Regions from separate parts of the Mus musculus genome. Here all the other regions are linked to region 1. Evidence: chromatin contacts called from public Hi-C, HiChIP or PLAC-seq and promoter capture Hi-C data. All regions are on one chromosome and are shown on one strand. Each heading gives the region's core, a stretch centred on a gene start, on an enhancer-like site or on the middle of the called end of the contact. The rest is flanking DNA. Distances are from core to core; before and after follow the strand shown. Region 1 holds the start of Tincr (predicted gene, 20219). Region 2 holds the start of Mydgf (myeloid derived growth factor). Region 3 holds the start of Tnfaip8l1 (tumor necrosis factor, alpha-induced protein 8-like 1). Region 4 holds the start of Mllt1 (myeloid/lymphoid or mixed-lineage leukemia; translocated to, 1). Region 5 overlaps Hdgfl2 (HDGF like 2). Region 6 holds the start of Sema6b (sema domain, transmembrane domain (TM), and cytoplasmic domain, (semaphorin) 6B). Region 7 holds the start of Clpp (caseinolytic mitochondrial matrix peptidase proteolytic subunit).

What was found. Promoter capture Hi-C pulls out the DNA fragments that hold promoters and counts their contacts. Hi-C and Micro-C count contacts between places; a contact is called where the count stands out from the background. HiChIP or PLAC-seq counts read pairs in DNA pulled down with a chosen protein or histone mark.
Region 2: a contact with region 1 is called in a promoter capture Hi-C map of pre-B cells, with 9 times the contacts expected there. The contact joins the promoter of Mydgf here to the promoter of Tincr in region 1. A contact is called at or near these places in 8 of 39 promoter capture datasets (the 3T3-L1 cell line, the C10 cell line, hippocampal neurons and 3 more), 2 of 15 datasets of contacts at CTCF or cohesin (embryonic stem cells and large pre-B cells), 7 of 484 Hi-C or Micro-C datasets (cerebellum, cortical neurons, embryonic stem cells and 1 more), 8 of 115 datasets of contacts at active chromatin or transcription factors (the NIH/3T3 cell line, cardiomyocytes, embryonic stem cells and 3 more) and 4 of 9 other capture datasets (adipose tissue, embryonic stem cells, liver and 1 more).
Region 3: a contact with region 1 is called in a promoter capture Hi-C map of pre-B cells, with 7 times the contacts expected there. The contact joins the promoter of Tnfaip8l1 here to the promoter of Tincr in region 1. A contact is called at or near these places in 18 of 39 promoter capture datasets (the 3T3-L1 cell line, 3T3-L1-derived adipocytes, the C10 cell line and 12 more), 2 of 15 datasets of contacts at CTCF or cohesin (CD8 T cells and large pre-B cells), 6 of 115 datasets of contacts at active chromatin or transcription factors (double positive thymocytes, embryonic stem cells, fetal liver and 3 more) and 2 of 9 other capture datasets (embryonic stem cells and liver).
Region 4: a FOXA1 HiChIP or PLAC-seq map of pancreatic cancer cells shows a contact between it and region 1. The contact joins the promoter of Mllt1 here to the promoter of Tincr in region 1. A contact is called at or near these places in 1 of 39 promoter capture datasets (pre-B cells), 1 of 115 datasets of contacts at active chromatin or transcription factors (pancreatic cancer cells) and 1 of 9 other capture datasets (adipose tissue).
Region 5: a promoter capture Hi-C map of liver shows a contact between it and region 1, with 5 times the contacts expected there. The contact joins the enhancer-like site here to the promoter of Tincr in region 1. A contact is called at or near these places in 13 of 39 promoter capture datasets (the 3T3-L1 cell line, 3T3-L1-derived adipocytes, the C10 cell line and 8 more), 1 of 15 datasets of contacts at CTCF or cohesin (large pre-B cells), 8 of 484 Hi-C or Micro-C datasets (B cells, the G1E-ER4 cell line, cerebellum and 4 more), 2 of 115 datasets of contacts at active chromatin or transcription factors (embryonic stem cells and pancreatic cancer cells) and 3 of 9 other capture datasets (adipose tissue, embryonic stem cells and liver).
Region 6: a Hi-C map of pro-B cells shows a contact between it and region 1, with 5 times the contacts expected there. The contact joins the promoter of Sema6b here to the promoter of Tincr in region 1. A contact is called at or near these places in 7 of 39 promoter capture datasets (the 3T3-L1 cell line, hematopoietic stem and progenitor cells, hippocampal neurons and 3 more), 2 of 15 datasets of contacts at CTCF or cohesin (embryonic stem cells and large pre-B cells), 10 of 484 Hi-C or Micro-C datasets (B cells, the Ba/F3 cell line, the G1E-ER4 cell line and 5 more), 2 of 115 datasets of contacts at active chromatin or transcription factors (bone marrow-derived macrophages and large pre-B cells) and 2 of 9 other capture datasets (embryonic stem cells and macrophages).
Region 7: a contact with region 1 is called in a promoter capture Hi-C map of liver, with 5 times the contacts expected there. The contact joins the promoter of Clpp here to the promoter of Tincr in region 1. A contact is called at or near these places in 6 of 39 promoter capture datasets (embryonic stem cells, hematopoietic stem and progenitor cells, liver and 2 more).

The regions. Positions count from the first base shown.
Region 1 is chr17:56,552,594-56,556,759 of GRCm38.p6, forward strand. Tincr (predicted gene, 20219) reads right to left here and starts at 1,794. Exons shown (of 4, transcript NR_130128.1): 1 at 1,525-1,794; 2 at 856-969; 3 at 95-403.
Region 2 is chr17:56,181,396-56,185,202 of GRCm38.p6, forward strand. Mydgf (myeloid derived growth factor) reads right to left here and starts at 2,525. Exons shown (of 6, transcript NM_080837.2): 1 at 2,344-2,525; 2 at 1,270-1,320. The coding sequence starts at 2,496. It also overlaps a transcript of Tnfaip8l1 not described here.
Region 3 is chr17:56,160,425-56,164,450 of GRCm38.p6, forward strand. It overlaps Tnfaip8l1 (tumor necrosis factor, alpha-induced protein 8-like 1), which reads left to right and starts at 2,067. Exons shown (of 2, transcript NM_025566.3): 1 at 2,067-2,182.
Region 4 is chr17:56,933,852-56,937,777 of GRCm38.p6, forward strand. It overlaps Mllt1 (myeloid/lymphoid or mixed-lineage leukemia; translocated to, 1), which reads right to left and starts at 1,537. Exons shown (of 12, transcript NM_022328.2): 1 at 1,412-1,537. The coding sequence starts at 1,423.
Region 5 is chr17:56,099,054-56,102,952 of GRCm38.p6, forward strand. It overlaps Hdgfl2 (HDGF like 2), which reads left to right. Exons shown (of 16, transcript NM_008233.4): 13 at 1-22; 14 at 124-334; 15 at 806-932; 16 at 1,292-1,552. The coding sequence ends at 1,400. It overlaps Plin4 (perilipin 4), which reads right to left. Exons shown (of 8, transcript NM_001372234.1): 7 at 3,356-3,442; 8 at 1,534-3,277. The coding sequence ends at 2,954. Among named protein-coding and RNA genes, the nearest start is that of Plin4, 8.8 kb to the right of the region's middle. Within about 2 kb of position 2,003, at least 20 of the 459 cell types and tissues checked have an H3K27ac peak or open chromatin away from gene starts, as enhancers often do. A contact at or near this core is called in 3T3-L1-derived adipocytes and liver, where this site is marked.
Region 6 is chr17:56,138,623-56,142,892 of GRCm38.p6, forward strand. Sema6b (sema domain, transmembrane domain (TM), and cytoplasmic domain, (semaphorin) 6B) reads right to left here and starts at 1,721. Exons shown (of 17, transcript NM_001130456.1): 1 at 1,592-1,721.
Region 7 is chr17:56,988,718-56,992,510 of GRCm38.p6, forward strand. Clpp (caseinolytic mitochondrial matrix peptidase proteolytic subunit) reads left to right here and starts at 1,547. Exons shown (of 6, transcript NM_017393.2): 1 at 1,547-1,796; 2 at 1,889-1,960; 3 at 2,577-2,673. The coding sequence starts at 1,611. It overlaps Gm33509 (a long non-coding RNA gene), which reads right to left and starts at 1,206. Exons shown (of 2, transcript XR_385672.4): 1 at 992-1,206.

The DNA.
Region 1 (4,166 bases), core at 544-3,043:
AGGGTCACATAGCACCCAACACTGGAGCTGTGGAGTAGAGCCCCCACAGCACGTGCTGAAATACTCAGACCACTTTGCACACCTATGGGCTCACCAAGACCCCCCTGGATCAGAGTGTCCTCCTGTTCTGTTCGTAGCTGGAGCCCCGTGGGTCCTCCAAAGAAGGAAGTGTGCCTGTTGAGCTTCCCCGAGGAGGCTGTGCTCTGGGGATGGACAGAGGTCGATCCAGGCAGCAGAGGCTCCCAAGGGAGGGTCCTAAGGCCACAGAGCAACCAGAAGGTTCCTTGCCGGGGTTGGGGGGATGGAGGGCTGGACGACAATGTCAGAAGTCACCATCAGGAACACCAGAGGCAGTGGGCATCAGCAGGGCTGGGGAGTTGGCATCTCTCTGGAAGCCCAGCACCTGGATCAGCAAGGGACATGTGGGCCCAGGGATGTCAACCAGCAGTTTCCAAGCTAATGGCCCTTTTTCCCTTCTCCAAATAGCCTGGATCTGGGCTTGGAAGGGAGTGCAGTGGTTGCCCACAATCCTGAGGCCCTTCTGTAGCAGGCACAGTGCTAGGATCCCCCTGGTGGACACCACAGGAATTGCAGGCAAAGCTGCTCCGTTTGTCCTGGTGTCTGTTACAGGAATTGCAGGCAGAGCTCTTGTGGACCCAAGCCCACAAAGCACAGTCAGTTTATGTCTGCATCAAAGTAAAGAGTCCAGAGGAGAGTAGAGAACTTCTCAAAGTCACACAGATGGGGACACCAGTGCTGAGCCAACAGAGGAGATGGAAGGATAAGGCTAATGTGCCCACCTCATGAGGCCCTCAGTTTCCCCACCATCTCTCAGGCCTCCCATGAATGGCTTACCTGAAGTACGACTGGACTCCCAGGAAGAGAGAGATGTGGTGCCTGGGCCAGTTTGCTCCTTCAGCCAGCATCTTGTGTCCCTAAAATCATCGCTCCATCTCCTCCATTTCCTACCTGAGGGGGTGAACATAAAGACAAGCGGTGACGACTAAAGTCTTTCCAGCTAGTCCAGGATCGCTCTGAAGTGTCTTCATACTGGTGGTGATGCACTATACAGCCGGGCCCCACTAGAGACACTGAGGCCAGTGTAGACACAAGGTGTGACGGGCTTGGGATGGGGAGTGCAGTAGTGGCCCAGGGCTGCTCATCCCACCGACCTCTTAGATGAGTGGACAGAAACTGAGAGAGAGATGGAGACACTCGGAGACATGAAGAAACAGATAGGGGCGGTGTGCAGAGAGAGACAGAGACCAGGACACAGATACAGAGAGACGTGCTGAGCCAGAGCCAGATACACAGAAATGAGGGCAGGGAGTCCTCAGAGCCACCGCTGGAGCTCACACCACATATCGACATAGCTAATGGAGCCGAGAGGAAGCAGGCACGGTCACAGAGGTCTTTCTCACCATGTCCCCAAGCCATCACCATCCCACTGGGCCAACCTCCATAAGCCAGAGCTCAAGATCCTACCAGGTTCTAGCCCAAGTCCCAGCCTAGATCCCTGGTCACCTGGTGTCGCTGAGCAGAAGTAATACTGAGCCGTCCTGCAGGCGAGCTTCGCGAACTGTCTGATGGTCAGGCAGAGGCCTAGAGTTGTAGTAGAAGGTTCTGCGCCAAGAGCTTACACCCTGGCCCACTAGCTGTGCGCGCAGGTCACTCAGTGTGTCTCGGGGCCGCACGGTCAGTGGCAGTAGCAATGCCTCGTCGGCTAGGTGTACCTTGATGTGGTAGCGCTTCCAGCGGGACAGCCCTCGCCGCAGCTCCTCCATGGCCATTGCCAGCCTGAGACTCTCTCGCAGGTCAGCACCTGCTAGACCGGCTGAGCCACCTGCCTCCACCCCTCCTAGGCACGCCCTGCTACAGCAGCAGCCCACAGGGGTGGTGACATTGGCTGGCCCAGCCCAGGCCTCCATGACAAACATTTCTCCTGTGCACAGCATACATCAAAGGCCCTGGGGCAAAGAACGCAGCTATACGAAAGCACTGTGGCAGGATGGAGAGCCTGGTGTATTGGAGGAGTGGAGTTGGGTCCTGCTTTTGAAGCAGAAGTGAGGAGGAGAGAAGGGTGGCAAGGAAGGCAGTGTAACCCACCCACCCATTTATTTATTATTCCAGGGAACACTCTAGAACTTCCTCCCTAATCTGTATCTGTACTTGTTTTGTGTCTGTGGGCTCCAAAGAAACCTCAATCTTGGGCCTTTGCCCTCTATGGCCATCAAGTTAGGAACAGGGTCTAAGTAGGGGAGACAGACGTCTAGGTTTGGCCTGGAAGTTCACGTGCACTGGAGGTGGGGCTCCAGGGGATGGGTAAGAGTTCAACATTCCCAGTTGCCCACATTCACCACCCACTCAGTTCAGCAAGTGCTTGATGAGGAGAGAAGCGAGTTCCAGCCTCCCGATCCTTACAGCCATTTCTGGGAGCCAGCCGCCTCTCCAGCACACTTCCGAAAGCACGCCTTTTCCCTCCCCGATGCTCTCACTGCCCCACTGGATAGAGCAGTTTGTCCTCTGCACTTGGCCTCTGACACACAAACTCTGGGCATTTGTCACCAGCAACAATGCAGTAGTCACTGTGTGGCCTCTAACCCTGTCATCTCCTGCCACAGCCTCTCCTCCCCTTACCTCAGTGTCTCTGCCTGTCTACTGGGGTCTTGTAAAAAGACATTGTTGTTACAAGGCCCTGACTTACACTTACCCAGGAATGGGAATGCTGAGAGAACATTCTAGGTGTTAACTTTGACTCCGCAAAGAAAAACAAACTGAACGTTCTAAAAATTTAGCCCAGTGACATCTTGGTGGTGCAAACCTTTAATCCCAGCATTTGGGAGGCAGAGGCAGGCAGATTCCTGTGAGGTCAGCTTTATCAAAGAGAGATCATGACCCCTGTTACTCCCAAAAAAGACAGGTAAGAGAATATATAGGAAAAAATATATCTCAGTGTGCTGTGTAGGGTGACATTAATTGTCCCATTTGCCCACATTCACCACCCACACAGTTCAGTAAGTATCTGTAAAGGGAGCCTTTAATTGAAAGATTAATAACTGACAACATGCAAATATAAAACACCTACACACAAACACTTCACACATGAAAACTGCAACAAAGCCATTGAAAATTTCCAATAGTCAAAATAGACAAAAAAGACTGACTTCCACCGTACGTAAAAAGCTTCTGGAAACCAACAATAAGATAGAAAAATGGATAGACAACTTAACAGGTTTATGAAAAATGGTACATCCTTCATGTAAAACTAAAAATGGAAACCGAGGGTGGGCATTTGACAAGGAAAGGCCTCCCCTGACCACGCTCCCTGCCCTTACTGGAGAATTTTAGGCAGGGCTCTATCCCTGGTCACATCCCAGCCCCTCAATGGGAAGATTTTAGGCGGGGCTCTACCAGGGAGCCTCACCCCCAGCCTCCATGAAATTCTTTTTGTTTTGGAGACAAGGTTTCTTTGTGTAGCCCTGGCTGACCTGGAACTCTGTCGACCAAACTGGTCTCAAACTCAAAGAGTTCTGCCTGCCTCGGCCTCCTGAGTGCTGGGATTGAAGGCATGCATTATCACCTCCTGGATAATGTTCTTGTAAATGTAAAAAAGAAAAGCTTGGTGTTTCACAGGCTGAGACTAGAATACAATAAAATGGTTACCAAATAGTCTGTTTTTATACTTCTCTGCTGGAGAACGATGGACAGGATCCTGCGCAGTGGTTCTGTGGCAACACACATTTTTTTCTAAAGATTTATTTATTTTATGTATAGGAGTACACTGTAGCTATACAGATGGTTGTGACAGATGCTTGTGCCATCATGTGATTGCTGGGAATTGAACTCAGCACCTCTGCTTGCTCTGGCCCCGCTCGTTGTGGCCCAAAGATTCATTTATTATCATACACTGTAGCTGTCTTTAGGCACACCAGATTTCATTACAGATGGTTGTGAGCCACCATGTGGTTGCTGGGATTTGAACTCAGATCCTTCAGAAGAGCAGTCAGTGCTCTTACCCACTGAGCCATCTCACCAGCCTGACACACATTTTTGATCCCAGCACTCAAGAGGCCAAAGTAGGAAAATTACAAGATTCAGGGCAGGATCTCTTCCCCCTTCAAAGATGTTTCATTTGAGGAAGAACAATCAGTCTTAGTCGGGCAGTG
Region 2 (3,807 bases), core at 1,275-3,774, 370 kb before region 1:
AGCCTAGCCCACTGTTGGTGGAGCCCTCTCTGAGCTGGTGGCTCTGGGTTCTCTAAGAGAGCAGCCTAAGCAAGCCATGAGGAGTAAGCCAGTAAGCAGCACCCTCATGGGCCTCTGCATCAGCTCCTGCCTCCAGGTTCCTGCCCTGCTTGAGTTCCTTCTATGATGCCAGTGATATGGAGGTGCAGCCTGAATCCACACCCTCCACCCAGCCTGCTTCGGTTATGGTGACTCATCACAGCAGTACTGAGTCTAAGTAGAATACCCAGGCTCAGTCCCCAGCACCCACAGGACAGCTCACAACCACTCAATAACCCAAGCTCCTCTAACATCAGAGAGCCAAACACACGCGCATACACCCACACATCCAACTACATACACGTGCTTAAAAACCCTGCCTAGAGGGGAGAGGATAGGCTGGGAGCTAGGTCCTAGGGGCTTGCCCATGGGCTCTCCAGCTGACTGCCATCTTGCTTCCTCAGATGGTTTCTTCTTATTCACTAACCAAGGATCGGCAGAGATGGCTCGGTGGTTATAGCACTGGCTGCTCTTGCAGAGGACCTGACTTTGATTCCCAGCAACCACATGGTGGCTCACAACTGTAACTCCAGTTCCAGGAGATCCGATGCCCACTTTGGGCCTCTGTGGTCACTGCATGCTGGTTTCTGCTCATTGAGTACTTAACTGAAGATGGTTTTGCTGTCTGTAGCCTCTCCATTTCTTTTCCTTACTTGCTATGTACATAATAAACTCATTCATTCGATGCCACGAGCAGGGCTGTTAACCCTCTCCATGCCATACGCAACGCTCTTGTTCACGGGTGTGTGATATTCCAACTGTTGAGGTGCTGTGTACCCCTGCCCATCCGTGGACACTAAGACACTTCCACTCATTGCTCCTATGGAAAGCTCTGCTCAGAACATGCATGTCCAAGGTTCTGGATACACCAGTATTTCCACTGAATGAACTAACTTGTGTGTGGGACAGGCAGCTAACCTCATAACAGTTCACCTCGATGCCCTGGGTGCTGCTGAGGTATCGGCCCTCTTGCCAGCTTACGGGCTGCCCTGAGGACTGTCCCAGGCTCTGGTGGCTCACTGATTACACATAGACTAAGAGTCAGGGATCAGCACTGTGGGCTGCTGATTCCATTAGGCGGAAGCCAAGGCAACTAGAAGTCCTTCAGGCTCAAGGGACTGGGACTTTAGAGCCTCGGGAGTCTGGCCACTTTCCCTTGACACCAGTCGTGTGACACCCTGAGGAACTTACCTCGTTGGTCCCTCCTTGGGAAGCGTAGGTGAATGTACATGTAAACTTGTTCTGTAGAAGGAGAAATAAAAGGAGGCTGAAGAGCAAAGATCTCAATACTCAGAACCAAGACCCTAGCATACTGGGCATGGTCCTGTATGCACATCATCTCTGGTATCCAGGAGGCTGACGCAGAACTGGGAACTGGGACATAAGCTAGCCTGGGTGACTTAGCAAGGTGCTGTCCCGATGTAAAACAGATCAAAAAGGACTGAGATATACATCAGCCCCTGCCCAGAAGGTCAAGGGTTGAGCCTGTCCAGAATCCAGCAGTGAGGGGTTGGGAGGGTGACTCAGGGGTGGAGTCCCACCTAGAATCCCCTAATGAGGAGCTAGGGATGTGGCTCAGGGGTGGAGCCCCTGCCTAGGGCGGGGCAGAACCCTGGCTCTGCCGATGTGAGACTCTAGGTTCCATCCCTCAGTACACCCTCCAGAGGCCACCAGATCTCTCTCCTCTCAGGAGCTCAGAACTTTGCTCAAATCACTGTGATTTCCTAGGAAGGTCAAATGGCCTTCAGCAATCATCCCTAGAACATCACCTATGAGGTCAGTACTCGGGGCTCCTGTTAGATACAAGCTTGTACTGCTTCCTGCCCACAACACAAACCTGCCAGAAAGCACAGGACTATAGTAATGGTCTCAAGAAATGGTCACTAGGGACACCGCTGTCCCAGAAGCCAAGCTGGGGCGGGCAGAGGCTAGGCTGACTGCTGGCTCGCTGAAAGGAGAGGTGATGGACTCGTGTAAGGCTTGGGGGGTGCTCCCGCTCTAGTCCGGGTTCAGTGAGTAACCCACGTGCGACCTGTATAGCCAGTCCCCTAGATCCGCTGCTCTTATCAACCAGTATTCCCTTTTCTACAATGAGATGGGCAAGGGGAAGTCGCCTTGCAGGTAGGGAGTGACTGACAGAAGACAGACGAGGCAGCCAGGTCCCTTCTTCAGGTAACCCTGCCTCTGCCACTCCACCCGGTCTCCAGGACCACCTGATCGGAAGTCCATAGGCATCGATTCCCGGGCAGGAGGCTTAGCACGTACCCCGGGTCCTACGTCCTGGGAGAACGAATGCACGACCCCTCCGGGCCTCACGTCAAATGGCACGGTGGTGGGCTCGGACACAGCGGCGGCCAATTTCAGCGCTGCGGCCGCCAGGACCACCGCAGTCCAGAAGCCTCCGCTGGGGGCTGCCATCTTGCTTCCGGGGCAATGCGCAGGCGCTCGCGAACGTGGAGTGACACGCGCGGGACACGTCAGCGCCGAACGGTGACAACGTCGCCCCGCCCGATTTGGCTGCCATGGTGGGGCGGGACTCGACTTGGCACGTGATGCACTACAGCGCCTCTGATTGACGCTCGCGGATGCCTGGAGGGCGACTTCGTCTTGGCGCTTGTTTGGGTTGGAGTTTGCAGGTAACTTTTGCCTCCCCCCCGGATATTTTTATATCTCACTTAAATGGGCTCCCGGACTCACTTCAGGACAACATGGGGGTTGACAGTGTTTAATTTTGTTAGATTATCCATTTGTTAATAAATATGGTTTATTTCACTTTTATTTGTCCTATTTTTTTGGTTTTGACGAGACAAGGTCCTGGAAATCTCTCCAGGCTAGCCGGGAACTCAGAGATCTGCCTGACTCTGCCACCTGAGTGCTGAGATTAAGGCGTAGGCCTCCACCACCACCTGTTGATTGTTTTTTGTTTTGTAACATATTTTACATATATGTGTGTGTGTGTGTGTGTGTGTGTGTGTGTGTGTGTGTGTGTGTGTGTGTGTATTAAGGTTTGTTTTTTGTGTTTTTTTTGGTGGGGGGTCTCTGTAGCCCTGGCTGTCCTGGAACTCACTCTGTAGACTAGGTTGGCCTCAAACTCAGAAATCCACCTCCCTCTGCCTCCCAAGTGCTGGGATTAAAGGTGTGCGACACCACTTCCCGGCATATTTTTCAAAAATATTTTATTGTGAGGGCTGCGGTGATGGCTCAGCAATTAAGAGCACTGGCTGTTCTATAGAGGACCAAGATTTGAAGCCCAGCACCCACATGGTGCTTTACAACTTTAACTCCATTTCCAAGAGATCCGATGTCTTCTTCTGGCCTCTGCAGGTACCAGGTATGCATGTGGTACACAGACAGACATGAAAATAATATAATAATAGCAATACTTTAAAAGTGAATTCTTCCGGTTTTGCAGCTTCCTATAGGTCACAGGTGTTGCTATGCTGTTACCGGACCTAGAGCATGCCTGGCCAGCCCTCTGCTGCTGAATAATTTTCCCATCTTTCCACTGGCCAGCGAGATGGAATAGTGAGTAAAGGGCTTGCAGCCATGACTTCAGCCCTGGTCACTAGATGGTGGTAGAACTGACTCCTAAAAGCTGTTCTCACTACATGTGAATTGGGGCAAGCAGCCTTGCACAACAGAAAATAAGTATCTTAAAATTAGACTCTACGGCTAAGTGATCCTCTATCTAGTTACAAGTACCTCATTTCCTCTCAAATGGCTGCTGAT
Region 3 (4,026 bases), core at 817-3,316, 390 kb before region 1:
TCTGTTTTCTCATTCTAAGACGATCCCTCCTAACCCCCTAACCTTTATTGATCTCTGCGGTCTGAAGCTTTGTTCCCATCCAACACTAGCTCTGTCCTCTCCCCAGCCCCAGGTACCCACCACCCTATTTCCTGTTTCTGTGGCTCTGATCAATGCAGAGAACTCCTGGGAGTGGGACTGTACGGGATGCATCTGTGTGTGGCTCACATCACCAGATATCATGGGGACCTGGTGTCTGAATGGCCTCTCTCTTCCAGGCAGAGTAATATTCCCCCCTCTCTAGGCAGCATGCCTCATCTCCTCTCTCCAGTGATGGACACGTAGCCTGCTTCCATCGTTTGGCTACGGTGAATAATTCAATTAAAATTGCCATAAACTCATGTCAGAATCTATCTTTCTACTCGAGTGTACCTAGGTGGGGAATGCCCTGGGGTCATGGAGGTTTTCCGGAAATTTCCAATTGTTTTCTATATGGTCCGGTGTGTGTCCCCTCATCCTTACAGACAATTTGTAAGTTGTTTATTATTATTATTATTTACTACTGCTTCTAAGCTGGGTAGGGGCTTAGGGCTTCCTGCATGCTAGGAAATAATTCTACCTCCGCCCATGCCCCCTTGCCCACTTGATCTAGAGGATCAAGCGCACCAGAGCACCTCTGCTAGACTCTGTGAGGACCTGGTGAGGGAGACACTGGCAGAGCCAGGGAAGACAGTCCACATCCTCACAAGAGCCCACTCAAGGCTTCACTGGGGAATTCTAGGCAGAGGCTCCACCCTGTCCACGACCCAGCCTCTCACCACGGGACTCTAGGCAAGTGGGAGGGGTAGGCTCTAGCCCTGAACCCACACAGCTGGGTTTGATCCCCACTTTATCACACCTATGATATCTGTGGGTTCCTCAGACTCTAAGTGCTCAAAAATCAGAAGCCCCCAAACCTGCTTCAGTGACACCTGCTTCCCCCCACACACCTCAAAAACACACTAATTGCCCTGGCTCATACTGGGGTATGAAAAACCTAGAGCTGTGGTCTCTGTCTTTGATACTGAGCTCTGTCTAGGGTCCTGTGTGGCTGTCACAAGGGTGAGCTCCTGGTACAGAGCAGATAGAGGCCATGTTCAGCACCCGGCAGAGCTGGGATGGCTACTGAACTTGTAAGTTCCTGGCCCAGAGCACAGACAATCTGAAATCAGGAAAGCCACTTGGGTCTGTGCTGCTCTAGGCAAGTCACTTAAGGTTTCTCTGGGTCTCAATTTCTATCTCTCAAAAGCCTGGATTTAGTTTTGTGTGTTAAGGCTCATGCAAGGAAGGTTAGAATGCAGTCAGCAAACACCTGAGGGGGCTTTCTGAAGAGGGAAGATGGCAGATGAGGCTTTTCCAAGTGTCCTTGCTGTGACAGGGCCATCCAGGCACAGGAAGTGCAGACCCGTGGTTGAGTTGGGGTGGAGTTTGGAGTAAGGTGGGGGTGTTGGGGATGGGTTGGGGGTGGTGGGAGTGTGGGAATCACTCCCAGACTGATTTTCCAGGTCTCACAGCTGCCCCCTGGGAGGTAGCTGGCCCTGTCTGGCCTCTGTCAGGGAGGTCATCACAGTGCCTCCCCCCTTACTCCAGAGACACCAACTGAAAGAGAGTCTCCGCAGTACTCAGGAACCCCAAAATTGTTGCAAGGCAAATGTTGGGGTGCATTTGTCATGGGAGTCCCAGGTGACACTCTAACTACCTAGTGGGTAAACTGAGACCCGCTCAGAGGGATGCAGGTGTCTCGCGGAGGCGCCTCTCTTCGCTTTGGCCTCTCAGATCTCTGTCGCGCGGTGCACGTATACCCCATTTTTCTCTGTCTCAGTCTCCTTCCTCTTCCTTCCAACACTTTCCCGCCACGGCATCCCTTGCGCTGGGCACCCAGCGCCGGCGCTATTCCGGAGGAATCTCCCGGCCGCAGACCACGCCCTCGCCCACGCCCGCGTCATGCCTCCCACCTCCTGGCAGAGGCTTGCTGCCATTGGCTCCTTCGTACACTGCCTGTGCGCTACCATTTGCTGAGCCAGTGAGCGTTTAGAGGGGGCGAGCCCTTTCTCGGGGGCGTGGCCTCCTAGCCAGCGGCCGGGCTCAGATCCAGCGGCCAATGCCTCTGGCCCCACAGAGGCACCTACAGAAAACTGAAGGCTTGACACATCCCGAGGAGCAGGTGAGCGATGGGGTCCTGCATTGGCTATCCTGGGTTCTTTCCGTCCCCTCCTATCCCCACACCGTCCTCTGTATATCCCGCCTCAGTTTCCTCTGTATACCTATTACTGACTGTGGGAGCATGGGTGTTGTGAGCAGGTTGCTGTGGGCTACTGTAATAGTCCTAACACATGTCCTCAAGAGGACACTTGATGGACTTGGCTCTGTACAAGTGTGCAGCCTGACTCCAGAATGGTCTAGGTATTCTCTGAGGTAGCCAGCTGGACCCCACTGTGGCTCTGGCTGGTGCAGGGTTACCCTGACTGGGACTGGCACTTCAAGCTTCCCATTGCCCGAGGGCTTGAACTCAGTTTTACCATCTGGGAACTGGGACAGTGGCTGTCACATAATTGGCAGGTGACCTGATCCAGGTCTGCAGCCTCCTGGCTCTTTCAGTGTTGGTTTGGAGGATAAACTGGGGTCCAGAATATGGGCTGCGGATGGCCAGAGAGATGGAGACACTGTCTCCAGAACCATATTCTGGTTTGTCACCTTTGTGAGCAGCGGGGCTGGAGAGGGACAGGGTGGAACACTAAACTGGAAACAGGCCTCTGGGTCACTTCCCGAGCTCCAGGCTGTGACGCCTCTGAACACCTTGCCTTGGGGTTAGGACACAGCTCAGACAAACCTGACTCACTTGAACAAGTAACTTAATTATAAGCCTCAGTTTCCCTGTCTGACTTGGGACAGTTGTTTCGTGACTCCCTGAGGCTTCTTGGGGGTGCTTAAACAGACAAAAGAGAGGCTGAGCCAGGGTGGGCTACACACCGAGGCTGTCTCTAAAACAAAAGGGACCCTAGGGTGTAGCCCAGTGCGTAGAGTGCTCACCTAGTAAGCAAGAGGCCTTGGGTTCCGGCCCAAACACAACATATACCAGGACATTTACCCATTTACCCAGTGCTTAGAATAGAGGCAGGTGGATGCCTGTAAGTTTGAGGCCAGGTCTACAAAGTGAGTTCCAGGCTAGCCATAACTATGTATAGAGATCCTGTAACAAACAACAGCCAACAGAGAAAGAGAGAGAGAGAGAGAGAGAGAGAGAGAGAGAGAGAGAGAGAGAGAGAGAGAGAACAGGAATGTAGGCTTTGAGTGCCAAACTTCCTGTTTTTCTGTCCTGGGACCTCAAAGTGGCCGCCTCTTCTCCACATGGAATGTCCTTGCACTTGAGACCTTTGTGCGTGCTGAGCCCTCTACAACCCTGGCAGATCAACACAGGCAGCGACAACTTTAAAACATAATAAGTTCATGATCTGGGCCGCACCTAGGATGTGGGTGACTGGGAGGGATGAGGGCGGGGCCATGGGGACTGTACAATGTAACAGAACAAAGAGAGTCATCACAGAACACCTGCCCTGGGCCTTCCCACACATGGTGAGCCAGACTTGGGCCAGGGCTGCTAGTTCCGTAATGGGTGAGTGGTGGATCCTGAGGGTATGAAGAGACATAGAGACTTGTCCCTCAGTTTACTCTCTCAGCCCTAGGCAAGCTAGGACTCACCTCACAAAAATCTGATTCCGTATGAGGGGACTCAGCATACAGGCCAAATAATCATGGCCACAGGAAGGCGTGCCACCCACTGACTCAGGTGCCATCCAGGGCTTAGTGGAGGCTTAAAGAGAGTGAGACTTGATCCGGGGGCCCAGTGAGCTCACTCCTCCAAGAACCCCAGTGTCTCCCCTGCATGGTTTTTCTGAGCCCCAACCCTGTGTTTCCCCATGTGGAAACCAGCGGAGGTAACCACTCCAGAGGGTGCTGTGCAGGTGGGGTCTTCTGTAGTCCTGACCAAAGAAAGAACCGTGGTAGGGT
Region 4 (3,926 bases), core at 287-2,786, 380 kb after region 1:
CCTTACCAACAGCAGAGGAAGCCATCAGCTGCCACCCCCACAGCCCCACACCTTCCCAGGACTGGTACCCCTGGAAGTTCCGTCTTTGGAAGGGAAGGGGGAGGATGTGACCCTGGGTGAGGGGAATCTAAAGAAGATGGGGAGGAGCTCACATGGTACAGAGCTGGGTGACATGAGGGGAAGAGGTAGAGGAGGCAGGCTACCCAAGAGGCTGGGAAAAGTGAACTGAAGTGAGTGTCTTAGATGGAGAGAGGGTGTGGCTGGGCAGAGAGCATTCAAAACAGACCTGAAGCTAGCACCTGGTTGGGGGGGGGGTATTCCCTGGAGTTTGGGGAGATTTGGGGTCATGGGCCCAGGAAGAAGGAATCTTCCAAAAAAAGATTGAGGCTCAGGCCCTATTTGGGGTGGTGTAGCATCTAAGAGGATATGTAGGGGGGGCATCCTAAAGTTACTAGCCCTGTCTGTGGGGACTCTGTGTAGACTCTCCACAGAGTCTGATTCATGCTAGGGACCACAGGGGCTGGAAGACCCACTTAAGTTCTGAGACATGTTTCCAAAGATTCTGGGCCATACAAGGATGCCAGGAGCTGTGGGGTGTACTGGAGTTCTGAAGGGAGTCTGGCTAGATTTGGATTCATAAGGGACGTGAGTTCCCGGCTAGACTGGGTGGCTTTGTAATCCCAATGGGTTCCATTCTCTACTGGGATTCTAAATGATTTCCCAGGGGATGTGGGGCCAGGACGGGATCCCCATGGTGCTGTGAGTGGCTATAGGATTCCAAAAGTCTTCCTGGAGAGCTGTGGACCAGGCGGGAGATCCCCAGGGTGCTAAGGTAGTACCAAGGCTCTAAGGGGAATCCCAAAGGGTTCCAGGCTGTGATGATGCCCAGGGCGCTAAATCCCTGGGATCCTGATAAACACTTCAGGAGTCTGTGTGTAAACTGGATTCCTAAGGGGCGCCTCCGGGGACTCTGGAATGAGATGGAGTTCCTAAGGTGTTGAAGCCCTGAGCTCCTGTATGATGCCCAGGGGGTACTCCGGGATTCTAAGGGGTGTCTCACGGGGCTCTGAGCCAGGCTGAGTCCCTCAAGATGCCGCGGCGGTGTGGATACACTACGCTGGCAGAGAATTCCCCAGTGTGGAGTGGGTGGCACTGGGGTGCTGAGTTAGATCCCAAAGGGTTCTGCACCAGACCTGGGGTCGCGATGGGGGAGGGGTACGTGGGTCACAGTGGAGGAGGGGCATCCCGAGATGGCGATGGGGGAAGGACGCCCCGGGGTCGCAGTGGCTGGAGAAGGGCCCATCCGGGTGGGCGCGCGCAAACTCGGTGCCCACGGGGCGGTGTGCGCGCAGGGCCGGCCACAACGCCGCGCAGGGCAGCGGGAGGCCAGTCCCGGGCGGAGGCTTCTTACCTGATTGTCCATGACTGGCGCCCGCCCCGCCCCCGGGCCCGCGTCGCTCTCGCTGCCGCCGCTCAGCAACGCCCCGCCGCTCTCATTGTCTGTCGGGGGCCGCACCGCCGCCGCCGCCGTTCCGGGCCGCCCGCCCGCCCGCCAGCCGCGCTGAACCGGAAACCGCCGCCAGCCCGGGCGGCTCAGCGACCGCGGGCCCCCAGCCGCCGACTCGGGCCCGGCCTCGCCGATGGACAAGCCTCCGAGCCTGTCAGAAGGCCAGAGACCCGCGCGTGGGGCGGGACTTCCGGGCTGGTGGGGGCCCGCCGGGCGACAGTCAGAACGACGAAGCCGTCAGCCAATAGAAAGCCGGCGCCGCAGGGGGGCGGGCGGAGGGAGTGAAGGAGGCGCGAGGCGAGCTCTGCTGAGCGGCGCGAGGTGTGCGCCGCACGTGGAGGGGTTGGGCCAGGCCGTGGCGCGGTGCCTGCGCACTGCGCCCCGGGAGCGGCTCTAGAGGGGACGTCCCTAAAAAGGCCCTAAGAGTTTAAGTTCGAGCCCTGCGGAGGGAGGGAGCGCTGGCGATGTTCGGTGCTCCTGCGTGACAGCGCCGGTGGTTAGTTTACCGGTCTGGATCCTGTAAAGCCAGCGGGTTCAGCCCACTTCTCCTTGCAAAGGCTAGGGTTGTGCATCTGTAAAAAACCAGCCTGTGACTTCAGTGACCTCTTCTGGCCTTCTCAAGCACTGCACACAGGTGCTAGCGCTCGCACACAGACACGCACCATTTAAAATGTAAGCTTTTAAAAAACAAAAACAAACAAAAAAACTTGTCGGAGGTGGTTCTTCTTTCTGTGGTTGTTACAGTGCACATCTGAAACGGAGCCATTCTAAATGATCAGCGGTCTCATTCATTCAACGCAGGGAAAGGAACGGTAGTCAGTAGTCAACCGTAGACTGTGGATACTGACAACTGGGGATTGAACTCAGGGCTCCCGCCATTGAACTACACCCACAGCTCTGTTTTCACTTTTTTACTTGAAGGCCAAGGCTGGGGCATAATTGGTAGAGCACTCTGCTAGAACGATGAAGCCCTGGGTTCTAGCCTCAAGACTCTATAAGCCAAGTGCAGAGATACATGTCTATCATCCTAGAACTTGGATATAAAAGGCAATACAAATTTTTGCTAACCTGAATAAAAGACACACACACAATCCAGGTATTTTATTTACAAACCGTAAGTCTAGGTTGTGCAGCTATTCTAGTTTGGAACTAGTTTGGAGCTATTCTAACTTACATCCCTGCCCATGTGTCCCTTGTGACGTGCTGTTTTTCCTGGCCACATGCTTATGGTCCATCTCCTCTCGTGGCGGCCTCCTCCAGTTTCCCTGTCTTTCTTAGTCTCCTTTCTCTACCTGCAACCTCCAGCCAGGTAACTGAAAACCTGCCTACCTCTATCTATTGCCCAGTCACAGGCTTTAGCCTTTTATTGACTAATTGACTTGGGAGGCTAGGTTACATACGTAGCATCACTTGGGGTATGTGAGGATCTCCTCCTTGGGGGCAACTAGACCTTGGGATACAGAATTTAGCACCTAAATACAAGCAGTACCAGACCAAGCCCCTACACTTGGAGGTGGAGGCAGTAAGACTGTGACCTCAAGATAGTGGTGAGAAAGCCCTCCCTTGTTCATGGAGTAAAGGTGCTATGCCACCAGTGGTTTAACTAGCCCTAACGATGACTGAGGCTCACTCATCGTTCAGAAAGACTAGATCAGGTAAACGGATGTAACTGAGGAGAGGCCCCCGACGGTCTGGTTCTGAAGAGAGCTGGCAGGGAACGGTTTCTGCATAATGTCTTGTAGAGATAAGCCAAGGACCTGGATCTTGTCCTCCAGAACCCAAATTAAAGTGGAGAGAATGGACTCTTTATGTGCTATGACTGGCACTCCCACACCCTAAACAAAAATTAAAAAACAAAGACAAAAACAACTTCAAGATTGAATGGGGAAATGGCCCAAGTGTTGATGTATTTAAAAGTGTAGTGTAAAAGAATATACTAGACTATCCGCAGACAAACGAAGGACGTTCTGGCATCTGCTCAGTGACATGAAACACAGGATACACACTGCAGGATCCCACTCCCGGGAGGTCCCCAGAGCAGTCAGATTCAAAGACAGGAAGTGAGATGGTAAGGGCTGAATCTGGGGAGGGATGGACTTAGTGTGGAATGGGAGCAAAGCCAGGAACACAATTCAACCAGTACTCTGGAGGCTGAGGCAGGGCAGTCTCAGGTCCATCTTGGGCTACAGAGTGAGACCCTATCTCAATAACCAGAAGAAAAGCTTTGAAGGCGATGCCTGTCCTGAGTCCTTATTTATACCACTTCATGGCACAAAATCAGTGAATGAGCTCTTCAGACAGAGAAAACCCAACCCAAGCAATAAAAACAGAAAAAGTAATTGGGGGGGGGGGGTTTCACCACTTTGAAATCTCTAATGAGTGACTTTGTTATTTACTTATTTATTTATCTGTCTAGTTA
Region 5 (3,899 bases), core at 753-3,252, 450 kb before region 1:
TGTGGTAGCAACGCTGAAGAAGGTATAGCATGGGCAAAGCATCTAGGAGATGGTGGTGGTGTCTAAGGGGAGGTCTCGGGGCACAGCCATTTGCCCTTCTAAGCCTGGCCTCCTGGTGGCCAGATTCGCCGGTACAAGGCCAACAAGGATGTGATGGCGAAGGCAGCAGAGGTCTACACCCGGCTCAAGTCACGGGTCCTGGGGCCGAAAGTTGAGGCTCTCCAGAAGGTGAACAAGGCTGGAGCCGAGAAGGAACGGGCCGATAACGAGAAGCTAGAGGAGCAGCCGGGGGAGCAGGCTCCCAGAGAGCTGGCAGAGGATGAGCCCAGCACCGGTGAGGGCTGCCTGCACCAGGCCAGAGGGCAGGGGAACAGTGCCATGTTTGTCCCCAGCAAGCTTGCCAGACCTAACCTCATTCTGGGGCAGCTGGCACAGTGTGTTCAAGCTCTACTAGGTGCTAGAAATGGGGTGCTGGAAGTGTTCTTTGGGCCATAGCACCTATATGCACTTAAACTGCTTGTAAGTTTGACCCCAGCTGAGTGAGGAGGGTTCTTTTTTTTTTTAAAAGATTTATTTATTTATTATATGTAAAGTACACTGTAGCTATCTTCAGACACTCCAGAAGAGGGTGTCAGATCTCGTTACAGATGGTTGTGAGCCACCATGTGGTTGCTGGGATTTGAACTCTGGACCTTCGGAAGAGCAGTCGGGTACTCTTACCAACTGAGCCATCTCACCAGCCCCGGTGAGGAGGGTTCTAATGAAAGGCAAGCTGTGTGTTCATAATGACCCTCTGTCTCCCTAGATCGGTCAGCACCTGTGAATGGTGAGGCCACATCCCAGAAGGGGGAGAACATGGAAGACAGAGCACAGGAAGACGGGCAGGACTCTGAAGATGGCCCCAGGGGTGGCTCCTCAGAAGAGCTGCATGAGTGAGTCCCTGGGACATCAGGTGCATTCCCTGCACGATGGAGCCCTCACCCTGCCCCTACCACATGCTGGGGCCAACCAACACTCTGATCTTGGCCCACATTAGGCCACCCCAGGCTTCCAGCTACTGGTACTCTGGGAAAGAACTCCCTGCTGACTGTCTAGGTCTAGCCCTCCAGTAACCACCATGAGCACTGACCACCAGACTGAGCTACAGTTGGACTGGGGAGGGTCAGGAAGGCCATACAAGGCACAGGTGCCTTTGACAGGAGTGTCACCCTTCCTTGGCTGCCCACCGACCCATTAGCTCCATGGTGACACCAGGCAACCGCATGCTTACCAACCTTCTTTATGCCCCCAGCAGCCCACGCGACAACTCGGACCCAGCCAAGCCTGGAAATGAGCGTCAGGACCATGAGAGGACACGGCTGGCCTCTGAGTCTGCCAATGATGACAATGAGGACAGCTGAGCTCCAGCCACTGTGGCCATGGTGCCATGTCCATCCCCAGCCTCCCAGGGAAGTGCTGCGCTGTTTGTATTTGTGGTCTGGGCTTTTCTGCCTAGTTCTGTGATTTCAATTGACATGAAATGGCTATAAAGAATTTTGTAATGAAAAAGAAACAGCTTTTATTGGCTTAGGTGCTGGCTACCATGAGCAGTATAGGGAGCCAGACCTGATTCAGGGCAGGTCTCATACCCACAGGCTGGCAGAACTCTTAGTGCAGCGAGTAGCCTGTTCTACCAGCTTGAGTGAAGCAGACACTAAGGACAACCCAACAGAAATCCATCACTAGCTGTGCAGGGACCCCCAGGTGGGACCAGCAAAGTGCCTCTGGGGCAGCTCGGCCTCTGGGCTGGAGTGTTGCAGTCCACACCACCCCAACCCCCTCTCACTGTAGCTTTCAGCAGGGGCTTCCCCACTCTTCTGTGTTCCCAGTGGGCTCACGAGTTGGGTACATGCCTCCTGGTTGTATCCACCTGCCTCAATAGCCACCAATAACTTGGCATGATGTAATGAGGCTCATGCCATCTGTTGGAAAGCTTAGCTGCAGGCTCTGAGCCCAGTGTTTGCCAGTGGCTGGGTCTAGTGTCACCCTGATGCTGACATGGCAGAAGGTCAGGGAAAGGCTCCTTGCCGTCTCTATCATGGCATTCCTTGGCCACAGCTGGCCCAGGCCTAAAGCTTGTGGACATTGTTATTTTCCAAGAGATAAAGGGGCTGGAAGATTGGGGTCACTAGTACTGCTGGGGTTCAGGGAGGGCTGGGCTGTGGCCTTGGCCTGGTGGTGAGTCAGTGCCTTGTGCCCCAGCATCTTGTTTGCTTCTATCTTGGGTGCGTAGGGCAAGGGAGAGGAGCCATCAACTGCCCATATCCCCATTCAGTACAGTCTTCAACCCTAGGCTGCAGGCCATGTTCCTGTACAGGCCACAGCTACTCAGCAGTGCTGGGCCTGTCAGATCAACCCTGTTTCCATGCAGTGATATATATATGACTCTCGTTTTCTCAGCAGAGCAGGCCTGAGTCAGGCCTATAGCAGCCTGGAATGTAATTGTGTGGTTTTGTGCAGCATTTCTCCCTAGTAAGTAGCAGAAGCGGCTGTAGGAGCCTACATCAGCATGGCTGTGCATTCTAGTCCCAGGGAACAAGGACATAGTCATTAGCTAAGATCTGTGGTTGTGCTGCCCAGAGTAGGGCCTGGGTTGGAGTGACACCACTCGTAGAGAAGAGCTATGGGCCCTGGAAAGACTGTCAGAGCCCCAAGGATAGAAAGCTGGCCAGTGGGGACGCGTGATGCTTCTTTACTCTGTGTGGGGGTCTGTGTGGCCTGTATCTGAACAGACTTGGTGGCTAGTTTGGAGGGAAGGGATCATTGGTTCTTAGAAATAGCAGGAGCTGTGGCTGGTTTCAAATTCACTTTCCGAGGATCTTCTGCTCCTGTTCAATCCAGAGCTTTGGGGAAGTACAGCCAGCTGTGGTCACAGCATGGTCCCTGGGACCCCACCCACCCAGCCCTCAGGTGCCTACAGCTGGCCACAAGGCATCGAGGTGAAGGGTCCAACCAGCCAGCTGAGTGGAGGGTTCTGCTGCAGCTTCTCAAGCAGCACCTCCAGGCCCTGCCAGGCCTCAACAACACCAGCACTGCTCTGGGCCAGCTGCTCTGTCTGCAGCTCACTACCTGCCTCCGAAGACACAAGGCCATACAGCTTGCAGAGGCTGTGCCGTGCCTGCCCTGCCTGCTGCTGCACCTCTGGCAGGCCCTGCAGGCTGGTTACTAGGCTGCTGTAAGCTGCATGGAGCTGATGGGCGAGGGTGCACAGCCTGTCCTGAGCCACGGAAGCCCGCATCTGCAGAGGTGGAGAAAGGTAAGGAGGGACAGAGCTTTGACTAGGGGCAGTGGGAAGGAAGGCCCATGCCACACCCACCTCATGGCTACCAACAGCCTCCACCATGGTGTTCAAGCTCTGGTCACTGCACAGCTTCCCACATGCAGCCTCCATGGTCATGTCTGTCTGGAAAAAGAACCACAGGACAGGTAGTGGGCCCAGAAGGGGTGGGAACACTCAGTCCTGTACTTGGATCTTGAGTCCATATGTGGTGCAGCCAAAACACAAAGTCCCCATGAGGGCATCTGGAAGGCCAGGTGGTGGTTCCTCTGTCCACTCATCTCCCACCCTACTACTCTTCTCTGCATGTCCACACAGATTCCTTTCTGTCCCCTGACCACTCTTACCATGCTCTTTCCCCAGGAATCTCACCTTGCATCACACCATACCTCTGTCTTTTCCATAGTCCCTGGGTATCTGTTTAGGGTACAGGGGGGCTTTGTGGCCAGGGAGGAGGTGGACAGATGTCAGAGACTCAGAATATTAGGCTTCTGTGTCCATGATACCCAGCATAACTCTGGAGGTGGGTGGAATATTGGGGAAAGAATCCCTGCTAGAGCGGGGTCACCCACACTACCCTTTC
Region 6 (4,270 bases), core at 471-2,970, 410 kb before region 1:
ACCTGCCCCAGAACACACAGAGGAGCTAAAAGTTCCAATTCACTTTCTGCCAGTGCCTGAGACACCCAGAGCCACCCTCAGAAGGCACAGGGACTCGCATTTCAGTTCATGGAAAGAGCAGAGCTCCCTCTCTTGCTGTGGAACTCAGGGCCTCACAATACAGGAAAGCCCCAATTGGCGCTCAGTGCCTCAGTTTCCCCACCTCCTCCAGCCACCGTACCATTGCTGATGGACACAAATACAAGATGCAAGACACCCCCAGACTGCCGTCTACCAAGTGGAGAGCAGTGGCCACCCAGCCAGAAGGCCAGGCCAGACAACATTAGGCCATGTCTAGGTCCAGGCCTTGAACCTCAAACCTCTCCCACTTCTAACCTCTGTAAATAGCCCGCAGGCAATCGTGCACCCTGAAAATCAGCCAGAAAACCCGAGTCCAAGATACAGAGAAAGAAAGGCACGTTGTAACCAGGCAGAGGCGCTCTGGCAAGTCCCTCCAGCCATTCTGTCCCCAGGGCCACCCTCCTCCACCCAAAGCTTGTTGGCCTGCAATATTGGGGTTCCCAACTCCATCACATTCAGTTTGGGATTGGGGCATCGAGCAGGTAAAAAATAAGAAGTTGGGGGTGACACAGACGTCAGGCAGTGTGACACAGACCTGCCAGGGTCCCGGAGACCTGGAGAGCAACACAGACCTCAGATGGGGAGCAACACAGACCTCAGGCAGGTGACAGAGACCTGGGAACCTCAGATGAGAGTGACACCGACCTTAGGCGGCGGGGGTTGGGGGTTCAGTGACAGAGACCAGGCAGAGAGGACCTGGGACCCAGGAGTCCCTCCCGACCTCAGGGCTGTTGTAGGCCTAGAATTCACCATCTGAGGCCAAGGTGGGGGGTTCGGCCTGGCAGCAGCCCTGGGGAGGCGCCCCAAAGTCGGCAGTGGAGAGCAGAATGGGGCACGTGACCCCCGCTCCAGGGACCAATCAGCACCGCGGTCGGCCAGGGGGGCCACGGTGGCACCCACCCCGCGCGGCTGCCAGAGACGCTCCTTTGTCCCATTGTCAGGCTTTGGGGGGGGGGGCTGGCAGCCCAGCTTAGGGCTGTGCTGCAGCGGGGGCGTTGGCCGCGGACTGCCCCCCCCCCATGTCAGTTGCGCGGCCGGCGAAGACCAGCCGGTACCCAAGAGCTTGGGGACAGCTGGTGCACAGGGCCGCGTGGGGACCCACGAAAGGTCGCGGCTATGTGTCCCGCCCCCTCCCCCGCCCCCATCAGTAGGCCGTCACCCCAATAATTCGAAGCCACTGTCAGTGCCCCGGCGCGATGAGCCGGGGCCTTGGCTGCAATCCCCGCCCGCTGCGCAGCCCGTTAGCCCCGCCCAGGGCGCTGGAGCTGCGACCGCACGCGGGGGGCCCCCCAAGCCAGTGCCGCTGCACGAGGCGCCCGCGCCCTGTGCGCGCCTGGTGCGTGCATGCCCACTGCATCTGTCCCTGCATCTGTCCCTGCGTCTGTCCCTGCGTCCGTCCCTGCGTCCGTCGCCGCATCTGTCCCCCGTGCATCTGTCCAAGGTGCGTCCCCGCGTCCGTCCCTGCACTCACCTCCAGCGCAGGCCGAGCACCTGCTCGGCTCGGCCCCGGCCCCGGCCCCGCAGCGTCTCAGCCCGGGCTCCCACGCGCGGGCGGCTCCCGCGGGGGCGCAGCGCGGTGTCCCGGCCGGGGCCGCATCTCTGCCGCCGCCGCTGCGACTCGCAGCTCCGCCACCTCCGCCCCCAGCGCCCGAGCTCGGAGCTTCGCAAAACCCGGAGCAGACCACCAAGGAGCGGAGCACGGACGGGAGGGGGCGCCTCCACCATCCTTGGCCTCAGTTTCCCTTTCTCTGCCTCCCACTTCTCTCTACTGGGGTGGTTCTGAAGACCACCGACTCCCGCACTGAGCTGGGCGCTGTTCTGACTCTGGGCATCTCCAGTATACCGTAGGCACTCCATAGATGTTTTCTGGTATATTCTAGTGAATTCCCAATTCATCTGACCAGTCACCCACACACAGGAACCTCATGGACGTGGTCCCACGGTCCTGGTGGCTCATGACATCATTGAGTCAAACCACCAAGGTCTCATTTTTTATTTATAATGATTGATTGACTAAGACAGACTCTCCTGGGGAGTCTAGGCTAAAGGCCTGCCCCAGCACGCCGCCAACACTCACTTTCTGAGGGACATTGGGACAGCAAGATATCTCTTTCCATGCCTCAGTTTCCCTCTGTCCAAAGCCCCTCCTCATCCCAGCCATGACGCTGAATGAAAACCTCTTTCCGATTGGGCTAGGCATTGCCTCAGAATACAGTAAGTATACTGATGGCACCTCCAGTATACAGTAAGCACCACACAACTGCTTTTGTAATTGTGTGTGGAGTTGAATCCTGCTCACAGGGTCGCCCTGAAGCCCATCCAGCTGAGGACACTCAACCAAAGGTTGGGACTGTGAGCTGCCCGGGACAGCCAAATCTGTGGGTGTCAGGATTTTAACTCTGACCTGTGCACACCCTGAGGGGCTGGAGCAGACTCCTTGGTGTCACCACTGTGGCGACAGGCTGAGACCTCACTGTGGCCCATCAGCTTTGCCGCATATCAGCCAGACACAGCTTCTGTGGAGAAACTGAGGCAGAAGATGAAGCCAGTTCTCAGCCTACTCTGCTTGGCCTATGAACCAATTTGTCCGGCAAACATTTATTGAGCGCAGCTCTAACAATGTTTTTCGGCCCAGGGGGGCGTCGGGGGGAATGGGAGGGTGGCTGCCAAGGTGACCAGTGGCTGCAAAAGTCAAGGTGCAGAGGGCTCAGTGGCTGCTGGGGGTGGCAGAGGGGGAGGGGGGACACCGGGCCCCTGAAGGCTCACGGGTGGATTTGGCAGGGAGTGCAAGGCAGAGTGGGGGTGCAGGGATGGCCTGTCCCCAGGGAGACCTGTCTGAACAAAGGCCCCATGGTCATGAATGACGCCTCTTTCACAGACCGGCCTGGAGGTCAAGTCGCCCTCCCCCAGCCGGCTCCAGCCGGTCTAGGAGCTGACCTGATAGCCATGGAGAGTCAAGAAGACAGGACCTTGTCTGAGTCCTCCAGAGTTAGCCCCAGCACCCCTTTCCTCAGCTGTGAGGCTCCAGGAAGATCCCGCCCCCTGGGCCTCAGTTTCCCTTGCTTCCGCCAGCGCTGCGTTCTCGCCCTGCTCCAGGCGGTAGAGATTCCAGTACGGATTTTGGGGACGCCCGAGGCTACCGACACCTTGTGCACGGCCGGTTTGCGGCCCAGGGGTGCGAGGGGGTCTAGGGAGACCGCAGGAGGGACAGTCGGCCTCAAAGACTCTGGACGGGGGAGGCTGGGTCCGGGCACAGCGAAGAAGACTCGCTCTGGCTGCCTCTTGCTCCTGCGAATCTGAGGCTTCTCTGCCCTGCTTGCTGTGTGACGCCAGGCAGCTCTCTGACCCTCTCTGGGCCCACTTGGAGCCGGGCAACCAACTTGCAACGGGCCACCTGGGTCCCTATCCCGGCAGTTCCCTGCCTCAGTTTCCCTCTCTATGCCAGGCGCTCATAGAGTCCAAGCTTGAGATGGTGGGAGGGTCATCTATACTCCACTGTACTCAGTATCACTCCGGGTCCAGGATGTGACCAGGGAATCCCCCGGGGCTGCTCAAAGGGTAGCTGTGATTGGCTGAGGCCTCCCGTGACGTCAGACGCTCCTGAAGCCCCTTCCCCACAAGAGGCACGTGGGGGGGCGATGGCCACTGGGGAGGGGCTCAGGGTCGGGTGGATTGGGGTGTCCCCCAGCCCGAGGTGGCAGCTGAGAGGCGCAGACGCGAGTTTGCGCGTCCCCCAGTCCCCTCGCCGTCCCCCCCGGGGGGGGGGGGGGGGCTGCAGCTGCTCGGGCGACAGATGCACTGCTCAGTCCACCCAGCTGGTCTCCGGAGCTTACTGCTGCCTGGGATGGGGGAGGGATGCTGCGTGCTCTGACCCTTTCTCTTCCCTGTCCTTTGACCCCTGGGGTGGGGGAGTCCTCTCAGGGTCCCTCCCTTAAACCCCAGGCCCCTCCTGGGGGTTTTCTCAATGTTGGGAGAGTGGCAGGGGTGTGATGCTGAAGAAGGCGCATGTCCACAACTCGAGGCCACGAGCAATCCTCGGAAAACACAGGAAATGCAACCAACAAAATAACAAAACAATCCCCTCTGGGGTGACAGACTCCTAAGGATGATGAGGGGCCTATATAAGGCACCTGCTGTATGCAGCTCCTGG
Region 7 (3,793 bases), core at 297-2,796, 440 kb after region 1:
GTGCACCAGCAGCCACATCTTGCCACCAGATGGAGTTGCAGCACTCGAGGTCCACCCCTGGATAAGACCACTTATGACTTTTGTCATAAGTGGTCTTATCCAGACCAAATGTTACCTTCTGGTACTATGAAATTGAATCAGCTGGGAGGAAATCTCCAGGTCAATTCCAGTTTGGTTTCTGCATGACCCATGAAGACACCAAAGTGACTGGTGTCTTCAGCAACTGAGTCTTGTCATCTAATTATGGTGAGCAACCCAGAGTAATGACAAGAGCCTGTGTCGTTTGGAGAGCTCTAGGGAAAAACATCTCTGGCTTTTGATGGTCATGTCTGGCTTTTATGCAATTTAAAGGTACAAGTCTCCAGTTACGCAAGTGTATCTTCCTCAGGGAACATGGCAACCGCTTTAAGTAATGCTTACATCAGGCGACAATTAAGAAAGTTCCAGAATGTGCCTGAGGTGGTAGCAGAGCATGATGTCTCAGCCCGATACAGATGTATTGTAAAGGAGCCTAGCACAGGGCAGAGGGGAGTGACACGTGGGAAAAAGTGTGGCTGCTAAAAAGAGTTGCACTGACTGCTCTTCCCAAGGTCCTAAGTTCAAATCCCAGCAACCACATGGTGGCTTACAACCACCCTTAATGAGATCTGACGCCCTCTTCTGGTGCATCTGAAGACAGCTACAGTGTACTTATGAATAATAATAAATAAATCTATATCTAAATATCTATATCTATATTATTTTTTTAAAAGAGTTGCAGGGAAGACAAAGAAGATGAATGCAGAGGTGATTGCCTGACTGTCGCAGGTTCAATGGCTCAGTTTCACCTCTTCCAAGAGCCTCCAGCTGCAACGTAGGCACAGACGAGGCAGGTATGGCGGTGGGGGGAGCTCCCAGAATCTTGGTCTTACGGCGACAGATCGAGATGGCGGGCACAGTATTTCTCAAGGTATAGGACCATGCACATGGACAGTAGGCACTGTCTACCTACCCTCCAGTTTTACTTGGACAAAAAAGGAACGCTTCTAGAAAGCTGGACGCCCTCTGAAAACGAATACAGGTGTAGCGAACGTCCAGAACTTGTGGCAAGATCCAGGCCTCCTCTCCTATCTCAGTGTTCACAATGCCCTAAACTACATTGTTCAATAAATCCCCTGGCGATTCCTGGTCTAAGTCCTGTCCCAGAGACACTCTCCTCCTTTCTCTAGCGAGCCTATACGGGAGTCAGGGGTCGCAAAGCAGCTGGGAATTGTAGTTCTGGAAGATCAATTGGTTACAGGCCAGCACGTGGACCTGATTGCTGCGGGACGATGGTGGTGGGCTGGTGCGTCCCCTAAGCCTCTTCTCACCCTTTGGTGAGCACCTCCGTGAGCTTCTTCCCGCGTGGGCACCGGGAACAGCGCAACCTCGTCCGAGAACTTCCATGGGACTAATACGCGGGTTTTTCTTATTTATTCGAACGCCTACCTCTAACGAGGACCCCACCCACAGACTTATCCCCGCCTTCTTCAGTTCCGCTTATTCTGTTCTCGGAAGTGGATGAGCCAGTGACTCCCGCAAAGCACGCCGGGTGTTGTAGTTCCGGAAGCCAAGCCGGAGTGCGCGTCGTCATGTGGCCCAGAGTGCTGCTGGGGGAGGCCCGGGTGGCTGTGGACGGATGTCGCGCTCTGTTGTCTCGCCTTGCCGTGCATTTCTCCCCGCCATGGACTGCTGTGAGCTGCTCACCCCTGCGGAGGAGCCTGCATGGAACTGCGACGCGAGCTTTCCCGCTCATCCCCATAGTGGTGGAGCAGACGGTACGGTGACCTGATGGGGACATGGCGCGGAGGCTTGTAGTCGGTCGGCGTGCAAGGGAGGATGACCTTTCACATCTTCTTTTCCCACGAAGGGTCGAGGCGAGCGCGCTTATGACATATACTCGAGGCTGTTGCGGGAACGCATCGTGTGCGTCATGGGCCCGGTGAGCGACCCCGGTCCTTCCCGGGCACACCTTGTTGTCTCACCAACATTTATCCTTTGTCAAGCTCTGTGTCATATAACCCCCTCTTCCCCCTCATCCTTGGTGACCTCCTAGACCCTAGGCCCTAGACCCTGACCTTAAACATTCTTTAAAAAAAAAAAAAAAAAACTTGAGCAAAATTTTTGCTTTGTAGTACAGGCTAGCCCCTACCTTTCCATCGTCCTGCCATAGCTTCCCAAACGTTGGAATGTAAAATGTGCATTCTTACCATAGTCTGCTGTTGTCAGCCATTCTTTGTTTCAGTTTATCCTTTGGTCTTCTGAGTCAGGGTCCCAGGCTGGCCTTGAACTCCCCATGTAGCTGACAGGACATTTGAGGGAGGGATGAGGTTCCTAAACCAGACCAGGTGTAGGCAGTGCTTAAACCCAGGGCCTTTTGCCTGCTAGGAGAGCACTCCGTCCCAGTCTTGTCCCCAGCTTAGGGTCTTCCACTATCTGGGGCTTCCCCAGCCATCTCTTCCTGTGCTGGAAATTCCTGGTTCCCAGGGCCTCAACTCCTTAAGCCTCTATCCATCCCACCTTCAACCTGAGGATACCTCTGCTCTCCCCACCTGCAGATTGACGACAGTGTGGCCAGTCTGGTCATTGCCCAGCTGTTGTTCTTACAGTCTGAAAGCAACAAGAAGCCCATTCATATGTATATCAACAGCCCAGGTAAGCCAGGACAGCCTGGTTGTGGGGTCAGAGATAGCCCCTTTGGGGAAGACATGCAGCCTTGTGCCTCCTACAGAATCTAAAATTTAAAATCGCTCAAAGCAGGGTATGGTAGTGCACACATTTAATTCCTGCACTTGGGAGGCAGAGGCAGGCTGATTTCTGAATTCGAGACCAGCCTGGTCTACAGAGTGAGTTCCAGGATAGCCAGAGCTACACAGAGAAGAACTCTTATCTCGAAAAACAAACAAACAAAAAAAAGTAAGAAAGAAAGAAAGAAACCCTTTCTCGAAAAAAAACAAAAAAAAACAAAAAGAGAGAGAGAGAAAAAAATCACTCTAAGACGGTCTCTCACTGGCCTGGAACTTTCCAAATATGCTAGTATACCGGGTCAATGAGCCTGAGGGTCCTTCTGCCTCCACCTCCCTAGTGCTAGAATTACAAGTGTGTGCTGCCATGCCTACTTTGTGGGGACTGGGGATCTGAACTTGAGTCCACATACATTTTAGCAACTGAGCAGTCTCCCTTGCTTCGAGAGTAGCTGAATTAAAACAAACAAACAAAGCCTGTTTTGAGACAGAGATAGCCCAGATCCTCTGCAGTCCTCTCACCTTAGGGATTTAGTTTAGCTGAACCACCAAACTCTGAAGAAATAGTTCATTTTTAAGAAAAATATTAAGCCAGGCGGTGGTGGCACACGCCTTTAATCCCAGCACTTGGGAGGCTGAGGCAGGCAGATTTCTGGGTTCGAGGACAGCCTGGTCTACAGAGTGAGTTCTAGGACAGTCAGGCTACACAGAGAAACCCTGTCTTGGAAAAAAGAAAAAAGAAAAGAAAAGAAAAGAAAAAGAAAAGACTGGTTAAAAAAAAGAAAAATATTAAGTTACATTTATTTCTGTGTATATGGATGGGTGAGTACATTCCACTGTGTGTGTGCGTGTAGATTAGAGGACAACCTGTGGGTTTTCCCTGATATGTATGGGTCCATGTGATGTGGGCTCCTGCCTGTCCTGTGGGTCCTGGGAATTGAGTTCAGTTTGTTAGGTTTGGTGGAGAGCACCGTCACCAGATAATACTTCTCAGCTGCTCAAGGCTGGGCGGTTTCAATGACTGGACACTG